Linked DNA regions of Triticum aestivum: region 2 is linked to region 1. Evidence: chromatin contacts called from public Hi-C data. All regions are on one chromosome and are shown on one strand. Each heading gives the region's core, a stretch centred on a gene start, on an enhancer-like site or on the middle of the called end of the contact. The rest is flanking DNA. Distances are from core to core; before and after follow the strand shown. Region 1 holds the start of LOC123113384. Region 2 holds the start of LOC123113385.

Region 1 (2,745 bases), core at 184-2,683:
CGTCTGGTTCGGAAGCGCCAGGGAATTAAATTGAGCGTGGGGCTGCATGCGGGTGAAGTTGGATTTGTTTTGGGCAGTAAATCGTGCATGGAAACCGAAGGACAGCGCTTGTTTCCAGGGAATTAATCACGGTGCCTTGGTACCTGCGATTTGGTTGGGGGGCCTAATAAACCCGGACGGAGGGAGTACTACGTAGGAGTACCAGTAACGGTAGGAGTAAAAAAAATGGTGCCGACGATCCCCGTGCTCTGCTTTTATGGTGGCCTAGTACAAGTAGCAGCACCGTGTCAACAACAGTAGTAGCGGTCTACTCTACTCTGCTCTGCTGTGTTGCCGGCGACGGTCATCTGGCACTTGGTCACCTGCACCTGCAACCTACGGCCACATTCAATTTGGTTGGAAGGCCATGCCGATGCCCATGCCGATGCCGGCTCGGCTCGGCTCGCACAACAACCAATGTACGTACCCCCAGAAGTATGTGCACAAATCAATGAGTGAAAATACCGTAGGCCGTACCGCGCTCTACCACCTTGGGCGCCCACAGCAATTCCTCCCTCCCTCCCCGGGATTGTTCGTAGTAGTAGATGCCGGCAGTGAGTGGTATTCACTATAGTTACTCACTCAGATAGTACTCCCTCCGTTCATTTTTATAAGATCTTGAAGACATTTCAGACAATGTGCAAAACAGTCTATTTTGTGTTGTCTGAAACGACTTACAAAAATGAACAGAGGGAGTAGTAGAAATCACCGTGGTGTGGCCAATTGCGAGGATCCGTGCCATAAATTTGGAAACCAAAGCAATTTCGGTATTGAACTTGATATTAGTAGTACTTGAAGCATGCTGGGGTGCGGCGGGCCGCTTTGTCAGACGCCCTCTCCCTCTCTCTCTCTCTCTCACGGCCCCGATCCATATCTTATCTTAGAGAGACGAGACCGGATTCTTAATGAATGCTTAATGGAGTAGCAAGCACTCCATAACTTAACAACCAAGATCGCATCTCCGAAAGAGACATCGCCCTCTGCCACAAGGGGATCATTTCAGCCCATGGACTGCAACTGCAAGTGCGTGAGAGGGAGAGGGACAGATCTTTTTTCTGAGATGAGAGAGAAAGATATATATATTTTTGACAGGGCGAGAGAGGGAGAGGGAGATTAGGTGGGATGAAGGAAAGCGGCATCACGAGGAGAGAGAGAGAGAATAAAAGAGAAAGACCAACCGAGATGTCAACAAATCTGCTGTCCTTTGCGCTAGTTTAGAGAGCAGAAGAAGGTGGTTCCATTCCACCCCGAGGGGGCCGGGCCCGCATGGCAGCGCGCACATGACCGGACCGGACCGGACCCAACAAAGCCCGTCCGATTCCGATCCATCCATCCAAAAGGAAATATATCAGGCCGGGGGAGAAGAGGAGAGGAGAGGAGTGCAGAGCGCAGCCATTCGGTCCGGGGGTTCGCCCAAGACAAGAACCAGTTCCGACCCTTCTCCCCCCGCCCCCAGTCCTCCTCCCTCCCTCCCTCCCTGGCCCATCGAATCCGGGTCCCTCCCCGCCCCGCCCAGATACGCCGCGGTTCCTCGCGTCTCCGCCGTCGAATCCGCCCCCTCTCCGCCGGAGAATTCCTTCATTGCTCGCCGCTTCTTCCTCCTGTGTTCTTGCGTGGTGGGAGTCTGGGGGGTGGGAGCAGAGCCCGCCGTGCTCCCCGCGTCTCCGGCCCATGCTCGTAGTTCGGCGGGCCGCCGGTTCCTATCTGCCGCGGTTCGGTGCCAGGAAGAATCTCTGAGTCCGAGGTAAAGTCTCAAGTTAAATTTCGGCTCGGTTGTTTGTTGCAGGAAAGATGCCATCTTTGCCGTCCATTTCCTGGGTCTTTAATGGTTTTTCCCCGTGCCTGTTTTGGTGAAATCTTGTGGAGAAAACTCCCCGTTCTCGCAATTGAGTTTGCCTTTCGATTTGGTTCTTGTCTGAAATTTTCGGCCGGATACGCCGGCGTCGAGCGGTTGAGCGATTACATCTGTCCACTAATGATAGTCTTTTTCTTCTTAATCCGCGTCTGCTGCCGCTGATGAATCGTACAGTACTTCTCTTGAATGAATCGGTTCTTGGTAGTACTAGGATTTGGTAGAATCGGCATGGCTGGGACTGTGGAGGGTTGACTTGTCTCGTCTGCTTTATTCTTCCCCCCTCTCCCTACAAGTTGACGTCCAAACAGCCAGGGATAATAATATCTCCTTTATTTCCCTTGTTTGTTGGGGATAATATCTGCTTAAAATCTGCCAATTATCCCCAAATTATCACCACTTGCTAACGAATAAATCTGCATGATCAGTTGGCTCGAGCTTTTCGTCATCCTCTGCGACCACCATCATTGCTCACTTTATACTACCAGGAAAAAAGGGCTGGTCGCTCATCAGTCATCGCCTTTTCTGCTCTTTGTTTGTCAAAGCGGTGAATAATGCGTGTTTGTCTTTTCGCATAACTGACGCTGGTTCTGGACAAAAGCGTTATCATTTCTTCTTCTGCTGCTTTATGTATGTATAATGTAATTCACCTTTGATTGAATGTCCTGTTGAACAGATTGGAGCAGCGATGGGTGCAAAGGTGGAGGTCGAGGGCTACAATCTTGGGCATTGCGCCATGGGCGATCTCGACGCAAGCGCGAATGGCTGGAGGTTCCCATACGAGGAGGAGACGTCAAATGGCTTCGTGACGCCCGAGGCGTTCGGTTATTCGGAATGTGATAAAGAGATGTTCA
Region 2 (2,700 bases), core at 111-2,610, 280 kb after region 1:
GACGTGAGATGTGTAAGAAGACGAAGATTGTGGAATAGTAGCGACAGATGACGACGAAGTCATAGGCGAGCGCAGGATGCTGAAGACAGAAGAAACAAATAGCGCGAAGAGCAGAAAACACACAAACAGACACTAGAATCCCCACGCATAGATTTTTTTTAAGTGAAAAGCACCGCGCATAGATGATGTGATGAAGATGAGTGACATGATAAAGAAGGTGAAGTGGTCCCATGTCGCTCTGCCGCTAAGTCCATGGAGCTAACCATCGCTCCGTACTCCTAATCCCGTGATATTCGCATGTTGGCACGCCAACAACCTGTCATTTATTTTTGAGACACAACATAGATAGTTTGTTGTACAGTTTAGGTATCCATTAACTACGACATTTGACTAAACGAGTGAGGAGTATTATTGGGCAATCGGACACTATAGGATCCAAAGTACTTGCACTAAACCGGCGCGACAAATTTTGTGTGTATGAAAGTAGGATTAACACAATGAGAACGCGAGACAAGCATAAGGTAAACAATCAATGAGAAGATAACATACCGACATAATAAAAATAAATAAAAAATACAGTGACACATTAACACATCGCACTGTTCCTAAGCCATAAGTGCATGCAAATACATTCAACATGTCCAACCACCATTGCTAGTACCAGCAGCACATGTACATGCCACCACAGTACTCCTTGTAGTACGTACTTCGTTGAAAGGAGTCCAAAACAACCGCGTTGGTACATTCGGCTGGCTGGCCGGCCCATGTAAAGCTCCGGACGGCGTGTACGTAGCGAGTCCACCCAGGAGATAAAATGGAAGGCATCACGAGGGGAGGGATAGATAAAAAGATGGCCCGTTTTGCAAGGTTCGGAAAGGAGGTTGGGTGGTACTACTACTGTCCTCGAGTATTTTTAACACTTGGTGTCTGTTACTTTCTCTCTCTCCCCCACCGGGAAGCAAAGCCAAGGGTGGACAGATTCTCCCCCAAGTCCCAATCCCTAAACAAAGCCCATCCATTACTCTAAACAAACCGGACCGAGGAGAGAGAAATACTACATAAAAACCAATCGTCCTCATGATAACTGTCCCATAGGAAATCCGATCCCCCGGAATAATTATACCATATCATAGCATAGCATAGCATAGCACAGCAGCACACTTGGAATCGGAATTGGAAAGAGAGAAAAACGTAGTAGTACCACGAGTCGTCCAGTTCCACACCGGAACCGTGAGAGGGACAGCAGCCGGTGGCGATGCGTTGGCAGGGGAGGGAGGGGGGGAATGGTATAATAATACGGGGAGATGTCTGGGTTGGTGATTGATGAGAGAGAAAGCCGGGGGAGAGGGACAGGGCGGGTGATGGGGAGGATCAGCATCAGGGGGGAGAGGGAGAGGGAGAGAGAATATCAGATGTCAACAAATCTGCCGTCCTTGCGGCTCGTTTAGAAAGAGGGTCCAAGGTGGTTCCATTCCCATCCCCCCCCAGAGGAGAGAGGAGAGAGAGAGGCCAGGCCAAACGACGCCAATCCAAAACCCCCAAAAGGAGCAAGGGAAGAGAGAGAGAGAGAGTGGGGAGTGAGGAGCAGAGAGAGAGCAAACCAAGATACTCCTACATCCGCAGACAAGTGGTTCGTTCGTTCGTTCGGGGACGAGGACGAGGACGAGAACGAGAACCCACCGCTTTCTCTCCCTCTTCCTCGCCCTCCCTGGCCCGGCCCCAGCAAATCCGGTTCCGGCCGAACCCGTCCCGGATTCGTCGGAGCTCCCAGCGTCCTCCTCCCCGATCGCCCCCCCTGCCGCCGCCAGAGAGATTTGCCTCTTTTTTCTAGGACATATAGATAGATAAATAAATATCCTGCCTTGGTTGGGTTGGGTTGGGCGGGTTCTTGGGCGGCGCGGGGTTTCTTGGGGCATGGCCGTGGCGGCGGTGCCGGACACGACGCTCGCCCGCCGAATGCTGCGGGTCGTCAGGCTCAACCCGCTGCAGCGCAGCGCCAAGAATCCCTGAGGTCAGAATTTCCTCTCTTTGTACTAGCTGGTCTGGTTCAATTAATTAATTCTGCTCGCGCGCTGTCTGGATCGTCGAATCGAGCTAGCACAATCGAAAGGAGCGGTGTTGATTTGCTTTCCCGACGTGTTGGAGCTCCAATCCGGGGGCACCTGGGGGGATTGGAGCTCCGATTTCGGACGAATTTCTCTCTGCCCGACGCCCCTGTCGCTGTCGCCGTCGCCGTCACTGTCTCTTCGTCCGCTCCTGGCCTCCGCCCGACGTCCAGATCCGGCCGCCCTCCACGCGACACATCGGCCTCGGCCACCGGCGCCGCCTCCTGCTCATTGCCGCCCTCCTCCTGTTGTCTAGATCCGGACGCCTGCCGTCCGTCGCCATCCGTTCTTCGCTTTCCTCTTTGTACTCCAGGTGTCTGGCTCGACTTTGGCGTCCAGATCCACTTCCCCTTCTATTCCCACCTCCGTGCCTGTAGCTACCATTGTCAGTTCGTCGTGCGATTGCCTCAGTTTCCCCGTGCGTGCTTGCTCAAGTATGCTTGCCCATCTCTGGCCTTTATTTACAGTTCTTATCATCCAAACTGGAGTTGGAAATGGGTTAATCTTCTATTTCCAAGACACTTCGTAATTCTCCCCTTTCTGAACAAACTGGAATTTTCCTTGGTGAAACCAAACATAAAACTTCGAAGTGGAC

What was found. A called contact is a pair of places that touch in the nucleus more often than the background predicts.
Region 2: a Hi-C map of leaf shows a contact between it and region 1, with 3 times the contacts expected there. The contact joins the promoter of LOC123113385 here to the promoter of LOC123113384 in region 1. A contact is called at or near these places in 3 of 5 Hi-C or Micro-C datasets (all in leaf) and 1 of 1 datasets of contacts at active chromatin or transcription factors (leaf).

What each region holds. Positions count from the first base shown.
Region 1 is chr5B:581,529,940-581,532,684 of IWGSC CS RefSeq v2.1, forward strand. LOC123113384 reads left to right here and starts at 1,434. Exons shown (of 4, transcript XM_044534604.1): 1 at 1,434-1,783; 2 at 2,568-2,745. The coding sequence starts at 2,580.
Region 2 is chr5B:581,810,739-581,813,438 of IWGSC CS RefSeq v2.1, forward strand. LOC123113385 reads left to right here and starts at 1,361. Exons shown (of 5, transcript XM_044534606.1): 1 at 1,361-2,011.